Regions from separate parts of the Sus scrofa genome. Here regions 2 and 3 are each linked to region 1. Evidence: chromatin contacts called from public HiChIP or PLAC-seq data. All regions are on one chromosome and are shown on one strand. The core of a region is the stretch at or near the end of the contact, and the rest is flanking DNA. Distances in the headings are between cores, read along the strand shown. Region 1 holds the start of CRYZ (crystallin zeta). Region 2 holds the start of RABGGTB (Rab geranylgeranyltransferase beta subunit). Region 3 holds the start of FPGT (fucose-1-phosphate guanylyltransferase).

Evidence for each region. HiChIP or PLAC-seq counts read pairs in DNA pulled down with a chosen protein or histone mark.
Region 2: an H3K27ac HiChIP or PLAC-seq map of alveolar macrophages shows a contact between it and region 1. The contact joins the promoter of RABGGTB here to the promoter of CRYZ in region 1. A contact is called at or near these places in 1 of 5 promoter capture datasets (liver), 1 of 47 Hi-C or Micro-C datasets (heart right ventricle) and 1 of 2 datasets of contacts at active chromatin or transcription factors (alveolar macrophages).
Region 3: a contact with region 1 is called in an H3K27ac HiChIP or PLAC-seq map of alveolar macrophages. The contact joins the promoter of FPGT here to the promoter of CRYZ in region 1. A contact is called at or near these places in 1 of 5 promoter capture datasets (liver), 1 of 47 Hi-C or Micro-C datasets (skeletal muscle) and 1 of 2 datasets of contacts at active chromatin or transcription factors (alveolar macrophages).

What each region holds. Positions count from the first base shown.
Region 1 is chr6:138,433,531-138,437,432 of Sscrofa11.1, reverse strand. CRYZ (crystallin zeta) reads right to left here and starts at 2,028. Exons shown (of 10, transcript NM_001044584.1): 1 at 1,980-2,028. TYW3 (tRNA-yW synthesizing protein 3 homolog) reads left to right here and starts at 2,138. Exons shown (of 6, transcript NM_001044583.1): 1 at 2,138-2,383. The coding sequence starts at 2,210.
Region 2 is chr6:137,532,302-137,536,203 of Sscrofa11.1, reverse strand. RABGGTB (Rab geranylgeranyltransferase beta subunit) reads left to right here and starts at 2,072. Exons shown (of 11, transcript NR_145513.1): 1 at 2,072-2,092; 2 at 3,467-3,574.
Region 3 is chr6:138,948,631-138,952,532 of Sscrofa11.1, reverse strand. It overlaps FPGT (fucose-1-phosphate guanylyltransferase), which reads left to right and starts at 2,193. Exons shown (of 4, transcript NM_001204852.1): 1 at 2,193-2,337; 2 at 3,701-3,868. The coding sequence starts at 2,256. It overlaps LRRIQ3 (leucine-rich repeat and IQ domain-containing protein 3), which reads right to left and starts at 2,248. Exons shown (of 6, transcript XM_021096482.1): 1 at 1,934-2,248.

The DNA.
Region 1 (3,902 bases), core at 779-3,278:
AGAGTAGGAACCCAAGTCCCACATCTTAAATGTTGTTAGGTATTTTTTTCCTTTACTGTACAATCCTTTTTATCTCACCTTTTGAAATACTGGCATTGAGGACCTTTAATTTCTTAGATACATAATTTGTAACAATGATAATGAGATGGACTGAGCTTTTTAGGGCAGCACCTGTAGCATATGGAAGTACCCAAGCTAGGGGTCAAATCAGAGCTGTAGCTGGCGGCCTACAGCAAAGCCACAGCAGTGTAGGCAGGATCCAAGCCACATTTGTGACCTACACCACAGCTCACAGCAATGCTGGATCCTTAACCCACTGAGCGAGGCCAGGGATCAAACCCACATCTTCATGGATACTAGTTGGGTTTGTTACCACCGAGCCATCATGGAAACTCCCTGAAAATTTTCAAATGCCCATAAATTAAGGGATCTACTAGTGATACACAGGATGTGATTCCATTAGGAAAACTGACAATTACCTTATCTGTAAAATGGGGCCAACACTCCCTAGCAGAGGATCCCTGTGAAGACTAACTGCAACAGCACATGGTGAGTGCTTCAGAACAGCCTGGCTGCTCTAAGCTCTACTCTTCAGAATAAATCATGTGCAGTCAGTAGCACGCTTGTCACACTGTGTGTGTGTTTTTAATTAAGCTCAACTTGAAATGGGTTTTTCTATTTATCAAATATAAAGAATTATTTACAGCACCTTGGTTTAACGTTTGGTTTTACTTTTCATCTATGGAAGGTTGCCAAGCATACTTTGCAAATGGAGGAAAAACAGAATTTAAAATTTGTTCTCAGTGGTCTCTTCCAAGCTATGCTTAAATGAAAATTAAAGGGAGCGGAAATTGTTGGAAATCCATTTTAACACAGAATGAACAGATCAGTTCACAAAGCTGAAGCAAAAGCACATTATGAGAAAAGCAAAAGAAATTCTTAAATAACACTTAAATCAGAATATCTAGCAAAAAAAAAAACTTGTAAAGAAAAATCAATCATTACAAAATGTGCCTCTGTTGATTAAGAATTACTTGGGTATGTATATTATTTATTAGTCTTAACCTAGAAAAAAATTAAAAGTAGACAAAACTCTTCTGGCTAGGTGACCTTGTCAGGTAACTTCACTGACCTGGATCTCAGACCCTACTTCAGATAGGAAGGGGTGGAGGAGGAGCTGAATAGATAATTATTCGAAACCCCTCCAGGTATTCTGATGAAAAGACTTCTGCAACTGGCAGAGCTGGGGGAGCAGAGCTCAGGGGAATTTATTTCTGCTGACCAGACAGGCGTGGCGCTTCCCAGTGGCTTCGGGTGGGAATCACGCAACCATTTCCACTTGCTGAGGACAAACAGTGCAAACTTTAGCCTTGAAGTGGTTCAATCATTAACACACCTTCCTTGGTCTCTGAGATAAGTCTTCTCTAAGAACTGGTTTAATATTTAACGATGTTAACAGAGTATTATGTAATTTTAATTCTTCTGAAGATCCTCCCCGTTGGGGGCCACGAGGGTGGTGGTGAAAAAAATCAACACATTTCTCTCCAAAAGTAAGACGGCAACTCTGAAAGCAAAGCAAGAGCAAAGGCCTGACAGAAAAGCAATGGGAACTCGAAAGGAGAAATGGGCTCCTCCAGCTGGCGGTGGGCTGGGGGCCACAGCGGCCGCGCGCGGCCGCAGGAAATCACAGCCCGGGCAGGGGTGCAGGGAAGTCAAGCGGGGAGCAGGCCGGGGGAGTATCAACGGGCACCCAGCAGTGGGGCGGAAACGATGACCCTTGCTGGAAAGTAAAGCTGAGCCCCCAGGACCAGCAAGTAAAACTGCCTTGGTGACTTGCAGCCCCTGGAAGGGAACGACTTTAGCCACCAACTCCATATTCACCGATTCCCCTGGAAGACGGAATACGGGGCAGGAGTGCAGTCAAAATTCAGCTCGGCTCCTTTAGGACCAGCGGCGGGGAAACTCCTTTAACCACTTACCCGGGTCTAGAGTGAGAAACCAAAACTTGCGACAATTCCCTCAGATGTCAGGCGGGAAAGGGGCGGGCCCGGCCGGCGCTGTGATTTCAGGCTCCACCTCGCCCCGCCCCCAGGGGCGGGCCCGAAAAGGTAGTTTGGACCTTTTCGGCCACCACTGGCTGCTACAATATGGCTGCACCCAGGGAAAGGCTAGGCTAACGTGAAAGTACAGACCCTAGCTCTCTCGTCGTATGGATCGGAGGGCAGAGTTCAAGAGATGGAAGGCGCAGTGTCTAAGCAAAGCGGACTTCAGCCGGAAGGGCTGTGTGGACGAGGATGTGGTAGAGATCGTGCAGCTCCTGAATGGTCGAGAACAGTTTTTCACTACCAGTTCCTGCGCTGGCCGCATCATCCTTCTAGAGCAGGTGAGGACCCTTCTTGATGTCTTTGCAGCGGCTGCCTTGTAGTGTGCAAAACCGGGAGCCCCGTGCCTACTCAGTGTAACACTTTGTTTGGCTTTGTCCTTCTGATTCGTGGTCTCGGTCACCACCCCCCCCCCACACACACACCGCTTTTTAGGATCGCTCTCGCGGTATACGGAAATTCCCAGGGTAGGGGTCAAATCGGAGCTGCAGCTGCCGGCCTACACCACAGCCGCAGCAACACTAGATCCGGGCCGCGTCTGCCACCTACACCGCAGCTCACTGCAACTATGGATCCCCACCACCTAGAGAGGCCAGGGATGAACCCGCATTCTCGTGGATACTAGTGGGGTTCGTTTCCGCTGCTCCACAATTGCAATTTCTTGGTTTCTTTATCAAGGCAAACGAGAGGGTTACTTAGACCAGTGTTTCTAACATTTTAATGTGTCTTTTAATCACTTGGAGATATTTAAAAATACATTCTGGTTCAGTAGGTTTAGGAAGGGCCTAATCTGCATTTCTAACAAGCCCCCAGGTGATGCTGGAACTGTTGGCCTGGGGATGCTCTAGATTGCAAAAGTTAGAGGAATACTAAGGGAATTTTAAAACTTTACAGCTTGGCAAGGCGTCTGTCTTCTTGTCAACCGCTCAACAAAATCATTGTGAACTTTTTGTAGTTTGTCTTGATTAAGAAGCTGGCTGCCTCCTAGTGGTTCACTCCGTTGTTACAGCTCTGGTAATTTTTACCTTACCTGAAGCGTACAGTAGTATATAGTCTGAGATAGTGGTTAGTCCCTCAGGCTTTCGAGTGATACTGCTAGATTCTAAACCAGTTATGCGAATTACTGGCTATGTGAATTTAGGGAAATTATCTAAACATAGGCCCTTCCTGTTCCATGAACTAAGAATAATAAAGAGTATCCACTTCATAGGGATTTTATGTAGAGGAAATGGGGTAATTTATTTGAAACCTTTCGCATCGTGCCTGGCATATTAACTGCACTATAAAAGTTAGCTGTGTGTTAATTTTAACATTAGGATTGAATTCAGAGCATGAAAGACAGCACACTCATAAACCCATTCTTTCAATCTCTCGCTGACAGATCATTTGATGGTTTCCCAGGTTACCAGCCTGTTGTTCATTCTTATATGGCTTCCTCCTGAGCACTCCTGCTCAGCTTGCTCTCTGTTTTCCCCCATTTCTACTGTCCTGTCTTACTTAGATTTCTGTAGGGGGTTTTTTCCTAACGGGTCACTGAACTACCAGTCCCTCTACCCTAAATCATGTTACATACACACTGTTAACAGATACCCCTTTCTAAAAGCAGTACTCTGCTTGTCACTCATCTATGCTGAAATACTCTAGTACACCTTTCACCTCTGTTACCCACTATGGCTGTTCATCTTAATCTGTTACTGAAACTGAACTATACTCTTTTTCCTCTGGATATTTACCTACCTTTGCTTTTGCTCATGTTTATTTTTCCAGCAGTTTCCCCCATCTTGGTATATCGGATATGCC
Region 2 (3,902 bases), core at 823-3,322, 900 kb after region 1:
TCCGGCATTGCCAGGAGCTGTGGTGTAGGTAGCTCAGATTTGACCCCTAGCCTGGAAACTTCCATATGGCCCTTCTACAGGTATGGACCTAAAAAGAAAAAAAAACCCACAGAAAACCAGCATTTAACTGTGCTTTGACTGTGGGCAGAACAGCTCTCAGAGATTTCCAAGTTGCTCTTCCCAAGTTATAACATCTCAAATTTAACTCTAATAAAAAATTCCATATCTTTCTCAGATTGATATCTTTCTCAGATTGAGTGATTGATTTTTTGGCAGCACCATTTAACAAGATAGACTTTTTTTTTTTTTTTTTTGGTTGTGCCCATGGCATATAGAAATTTCTGGGCCAGGGACCAAACCCACACTGGAGCGGGGACTCAAACTGCTGCAGTGACAAGGCCAGATCCTTAACCTGCTGTGCCATAAAGGAACTTTCAAGGAAGACTTTTTGTGGTCTTTTGTCTATTCAGGGTTGCACCTGCAGCATGTGGTGCTAGGGTCCAATTGGAGGTGTAACTGCTGGTCTACACCACAGCCACAGCAATGTCAGATCCAAGCCACATCTGTGACCTACACCACAGCTCACAGCAATGCAGGATCCTTAACACACTGAGCAAGGCCAGGGATCAAACCTGTGAACCCACAGATAGTAGACAGGTTTGTTAACCACTGAGCCACGACAGGAACTCCAAAGAAGAATTTTTCTGGGGGGAGGGGTCTTTTCTGGGGCCACACTGACAGCATATGGAGGTTCCTAGGCTAGGGGTCGAATCCAAGCTGTAGCTTCAGGCCTAGGCCAGAGCCACAGCAGTGCAAGATCTGAGCCATGTCTGCAGTCTACACCACAGCTCACGGCAATGCCGGATCCTCAACCCACTGAGCGAGGCCAGGGATCAAACCCACAACTTCATGGTTCCACTGAGCCATGACGGGAACTCCCAAGGAATAATTTTTAAGATAAAAATTATTAGGGCTAGAAACATCATCACTTAATGATAAGTGGCTTGACTCACCAGAAATAGATAGTTCTAAACTTAACATGCATTTAGTAATACATGTTATCCTAGCCTCAAACTATACCTGGGGATAGCAATTGAACTAAGAGAGAAATAATGAAATCTATCATCATAGTGGATTCAATATTTTCTCAGTTATTGATAGCTCACACATATCTCTGCGTAAGGAATTCTTCCCCAAATTCTTACTTTTCAGGTTTTTTTTTTTCGTCTTTTGAGGGCCACACCCTTGGCATATGGACGTTCCCACGTTAGGGGTCTAATTGGAGCCATAGCTGCCAGCCTACGCCACAGGCAAGCCAGATCCCAGCGGAGCAAGGTCTGCGACCTACACCACACCTCCAGTGGAGGCAACGCTGGATCCTTAACCCACTGAGCGAAGCCAGGCATATAATCCACAACCTCGTGGTTCCTAGTTGGGTTTGTTTCTGCTTCGCCATGATGGGAACTCCTGAAAAAAAAAAAAATTTAAGAGTAGGTGCCAGTATTTTCTGGTAGGTGCTCAAAATACTTTTAAGGATTAAAGTCCTAAGAAAGCACAGTTACAAATAGCTGCATTAACACACCTAGCAAAGCTGAATTCGATGGAAAGCTTATAAGAAGCATAACGGTGTTTCCTTTTCAAAAACAATCTCCAAATATTGCAAATATTAGAACTTCCTGAAAGAGGAGGGAGTAGGTGAGAGTTAGCTAATAAGAGCTGAATGTGAATATTTATTGCACACGTAATTACGGTGCAACTCTATTTATTACCAGGCATTTCAAAGATCCTCAACAATAAACGATTTCTTAAAAGTTATGCAGATATTTAAACATTACTTAAAACAGTTTTAGATAAAACGGCGGTGTTTAAGGGACAAGAAAACGGGCTTAGAGACTTTAAGCACAGGCAGCGAGGACAGCCATGAGCAGCCGATGGGGTCCTAGAGCAGCCTCGGGATCCCTCTTTCCTTCAGGCGGGAATGTGGTCACCTAAGTCTGGGCGCGGAGGGGACCTGAGAGACGCTTCTGGGCAGGCGCGTGCTGCCTAAATCCGCCCACGAAAGAGCCAAGTTCTCTTTTCGCTGTCAGACATGGTGAGTGTGGACGTGTATTGCATTGCTGTCCGGATGGCTCGGGAGGAGCCTGGGAAGGGTGATATTAAGCATTTTAGTCACCGGTGGGTTGTTTACTAAATATTGGAGAATGGTCGCGTTAAGATAGAGGTCTTGGGAGTATTTTTGAGAGCGGGAGAGAGGGTGAAGTATTATTCAGCGTTTTCTGCAGGCCTTGCATGCGTCGTTGCCGCCTCTGATTTTATTCAGACTTCCTGCTATCGGTCGGGCCTCCTGGTTCAACAACCGGATTTCTTAATTTCCTCCTAAAAACTGGGCAAGTCGGTAGTACCTTTTTCCTTCTATATGTAGGTTGAAGCATATATATATATATATATATATGTATGCGTTAGAATTATTATCCAATGTAATAAATGGAGTAATAAAATTAAAAAAGAATTATTTAAGATCTTTAGAATGATTAGCGGTACGATCTTGTTGACCTAGTAAATTTTAATGGGCAATGGGCTAGACAAGAAATTGACTATTATTTTTTTGTTTTGTTTTGTTTTCTTTTTAGGGCTGCATCCATGGCATAGGAAAGTTACCAGGCTAGGGGTCCAATCAGAACTGTAGCTGCTGGCTTATGATACAGCCACAGCAATGTGGGATCCAGGCCTAATCTGCGACCTACACAACTCGGAGCAGTGCCTGATCCCTAACCCAATGAGGAAGGCCAGAGATCGAACCCACATCCTCATGGATGCTAGTTGGATTCTTTCTGCTGAGCCACAACGGGAACTCTGAGAAATTCACTATTTTATTATTGATAACTGTTGTGACCTACTTCAAATAAAACAGTAAAGTACAGTCTTAGATATAGATCAGAAATGTGGATAACTAGAGCAGCATTCTCGTCCCTTGGGGACTTGTTGCATTTGGGGAAACAGGCTAAAGCTGGAGAAGGTGAGTCTAAAGGGACTGCTTCCTTGATAAATAACCTTTGAGGTATATGGAAGGTGCTTCGAAGTTCCCAGAATTTATACAATTTCTAGAGTTAAACTTCATTAAAGCACTTAACTCAAATTATGGAATAAATAGATTTTTATTTTATTTTGGTGTTCTGTGTGAAAGATAAAGACAGATGAAGGTAGTATTTTTGGGTCGATGATGAGCTGGCATGTATTCTGAATCTAAAGTTGATTAGTACTACTTTAGCTCTAGAATTACTCTGAGACCTGAAAAATACTTGGATCTTTATGAAGGACTTTAGTGCCTTGGTTTTTCTTGGCCAGATAATTTTAAATTGAAAGTTTTCATTTGGCAACACGAAATAAAAAGTTCAGATGTATATTGAACACATGCTCTGGGGTCAAATATTAAGAGATAACTTATGAAATCAATTTATTGTGGAAGGGTACACCGCAGAAGGATGTCATTATCAAGTCAGATGCACCTGACACCCTATTCCTGGAGAAGCATGCAGATTATATTGCATCCTATGGCTCAAAGAAAGATGATTACGTATGTATGCTTTTATGTTGAAAAGTTTATACTCTTAAAGATGTAGACCATTCTGTAAATAGATCAGTATGGACCATGTTGGTATCTAACTCCTGCGTGCCAAAGCCTGAAGCTGTATCCTTGAGTATAGTGAATGCACCTTTGGATATCTGTTGAGGGACCATGGGAATTAACCATGTTTCTTACTTTGGTAGGCAAAGTAGATTCCCATTCGGCCCAGATCTGTATGAATTATGAAGTACGGACTAGATTACTATTTTTGTAGTTTAGACAATATTTTCAAGGTCAATGATGTGTTGGCATGTATTACCTGAGTTTACAGTGATGT
Region 3 (3,902 bases), core at 944-3,443, 510 kb before region 1:
AAATTAATATTAGTGAAAATCTGATGAAAACAGAAAAGACACAATGGCAAAAAAAAAAAAATAGCTGATATAGTATATTTACACCCAGCACATTTTATGTAATATAATATAAAAAAAAAATAACATCCATTTTTACAGTAAACCTTCCCAGGTCCAAGAAATGCTCCAGCATACTTTTAACAATCTGATAGAGTCTATTACATCACCCTATTTTAGTCCATCACAGTTCTTAGCACTACCTGAAGTTTTTCTTATTTGTTACCTTTTTCAATACTTACTTTAGCTCATTAGTACGTACAACCCCATAAGATTATAGGCTCTACTGACCATTCTTTCCTAAAGATCTCATCTAGTTTCATAGTTTAAAAATTAATTCCATATGCTGACAATTCCTAAAACTAGATCTCCAGCCCAGACCTGTCTCACAAACTCCAGGCTCCCCTATAATGCAAACAAACACATATACAAACAAACGCCCATTACATATGCCCTGCATACATGTACATCTGTTTATTCAACACATCTCAAACCAAATTTCTGGACTCTCCCTACTAACTCAATAACTGTCCCTCTCTCCGTATCTCAATTAATGGCCTCTCTATACTTCAGAAAGTTATCCTTAACTCCTCTCTTTCCTTCACATTCCACAGCCACTCCATTAGCAAATGGTATTAATTATGCCTTCAGACATATATCCAGACTCTAACCAACTTCTCACCCTCACTGTTAGCATCCTGGCCAAGGCTTCACCACTCTCACCTATTTGGCAGCTGCTATAGCCTCCAATCCATTCTCCCTATTTCCATCCTTGCTCTGCCCTCCACTACAGTCTATTTGTACATTTCTGTGAGCTCCTTTCAAACACAAGGGAAGATACCTAAAAACCCTGCAATGGCTTTGTTTCAATTAGGAGAAAAAAAAAATCCTTTCTTTAGGCTGTTGTCATCTCCCCCACCTTTTCTCTTAATACTTTCCCTTTTTTTCACTCCTCTTCTATATTTTCCAAGTGTTCTTAATAATGTTTGGTTTTTTAAAGTTTTATTAACAAAAAAGAAGCTTTTAAACAATAAAACTATGAGAGTAATCTCTCTTTTACCTCAAATGCTTTCTAAGTACAGAATTAAATACCAAAGTCTTTAGAAGAAAAAACTAAGTTAAGTTCATGGTAAGAACTTGTTAAGGACTTGAATGCCTATGTTCCTAATGAAAACTTTAATGAAGACAAGTTTTTCAAATAAGCTAAATTGTATTGTGTGGGAGAATGATTTCTGAGTTTGGAATACCTTGTTTAAATTTTCCCTCTACTACTTACTAATTGTGAAACCTTGACTATGTCACTATCCTCTGATTCATAGCTCTCTTATGTGCAAAGATGACTAGAATAACCTGTGAAAATCATCATAAACTTGATGCTTTACAAGAGAAGAAATGTACCTATTTATAGCTACCAAAAACATCCAATAGGGCTGACTATTCCTCCAAATGCTATGGAAAGTTCTAGATTAACCTCTGTATACAAAAGGATGCCAGAGAAACAACCAAAATCTCACAAAGTATAAGGGCCTGACTGCAAAATTTTACACAACTTCTCAAAGCCTATTAAGTGATCTTAAAACTGAGAGAGGTAGAGAGGCTTACTCTTTAGTAACAGCAAGGGAAGAGAAGCCACAAAGCTATGGTTCCTGAAATACAGATTTTAAAAGTTCTGACTGTGTAACTGGAACTGGGGTTGCTGCAGATGACTTCATAAGACGACCCAGGAGGCAGAAATTAACTGTCAAGAGGTCCTTGGGAACTGCTCCTGGTTAAAACAAACCAAGCGTTTCAAAGGACGAATCTCTTTTGAGAGAACGCTAGCAGCTGGGGTGTAATTTCGACCTCTCCTTAAGTGGATCAGTTCTCGCAATTTCGTCGCCCGGCCGGAACCACTCACCGGGTCTTCAGGGCTGCAAGGCCTTAAAAGTTGGGAACAAGCGGCCCAGACCCCACAAGTTCGGACAAATCGCTAGGTGGCCATCTATCCGTTCCAGACACCGTTGCTAGGGTAACAAGGCAAACCTTCGGGCTCGCCGGGTCTTGTTTTTTCCCCAGGTAGGCCAGAGAGCTTCGGGGGCGTGGTTACGTGAGAGACGCACGTAGGGGGCGGGACAGAGGCGAAACCGGACCAAAGACGCGGTTACGTTCCAGGACGCATGCGTGCGGTGTTGGGCTGCGGGATACCTGGAAGTCTTCAGCAGTTTTGCGGGGAGTGAGCTATGGCAGCCGCAAGTGCCCCTTTAGGCGTATCTTTGCAAGAAGCCACCCAGCGAAGGTTGCGGAGATTTTCAGAGCTGAGAGGTACCAAAGAAGGAACCCCAGCTCTCCTCGGCAAAGAACAGGGAGGGTGCTTTTCGTGCTGGGATATTTGCTGGACTAGCACTTCCTTTTGCGGGCCTAGGGCGCTGGTGCCGGCTTAGCTAAGCCTCCTACTGAGATTTTTATTCTTCTATCACTGTACTTCTACCACTGTGATACCTAATGTTACTTTCTTCATGTTTATGCTAATCGTATATACATATATGTGTGTATATGTATATATGTATATGTGTGTATATGTATATATGCGTATTTAAAAGGGAGGAGGGAGAAGAAAAACAATATTCTAACTAGTGAAGTTATAAATCCAAGTTACTCACTTGTTTAGTTCATTAAAAACAAAAAGCTATTTTAAATAAACCTAAAAGACAGGAAACATTGTGTTTTAACCCTTACAAATCTGATTGTAACTATCTTCCACCCCCTACCTACTTAACCAGTTTGCTCCATAATGTGAACACTTACAAAGTGAAAAATGAAACAATATGGAGAAATTAAGAATTAAAAATTAAAAGGGGTAAATTTGTTGCAAAAAAAATTAAGACTGTACCACTTGTTTCTTGTACAACTTTCTAATTGGTTATATTTTTCTTGACGTTACTACCTTAAAAATAGAGGAAATAATACTTGATGATGGTAAAAGGTTTAGGAACATCAGATTAACAAGTTCTTATTTGTTAACTAATAAAAAACTTTATTCATCTCGTTTATCAAGAAGAGCTTGCAACTGTCAACCGAAAGTTCATTCTGTCTTTTAATGTGTTCATTAGGGAGTTAGGAACTTTTCTGTTATCCAGAATTTGGTGTCATTCTCTAGTAGCCTTTGTAAACTTGCATGACTCATCTTAAGGTAATAAAAAATAAAATACCCACATTTATAAACAGCAGCATTGTAGAAATGGATCCTTGGGTTTAATCTTTCTCAGCCAACAAACATTAAGTGGTCCTTGTTGTGAAAAATGATTTTCAAAGCTTGAGATTCATTTATTCCTTTGTTTCCTCTTTTTATTTAAGAATTGAGTTCATCTTTGACAAGTTAAACTACTTCTCTTAGACAAGAAACATTACAACTTTCAGAAAATCTAAAAAAATGGCACTAAGACCGTAAAAGGAGCAAGTAATCTAAAGGAGAAAAAAACAAAACAAAAACCCTAGAGTTTGTGAATAATTCTTAGCAGAACTATGAATCTTATTAGGTGGCCACTCATTATTCCCTAATTTCAAAAGCAGAAGATACATTTACAGAGAGATTGTTACCTCTTTTCTCCCTCTTTCCAAATAGGTAAACCTGCAACAGCTAGAGAATTCTGATAATATTTACCATTTCCTTGCTTCTTCCACATAGGCAAACCTGTGGCAGCTGGAGAATTCTGGGATATTGTTGCAATAACAGCAGCTGATGAAAAACAGGAGCTTGCATATAAGCAACAGCTGTCAGAAAAGCTGAAAAAAAAGGAGTTACCCCTTGGAGTTCAATATCTTGTTTTTGTTGATCCCGCTGGAGCCAAAATTGGTATGCATTTATGGTCAGATTTATGTCATAAGTT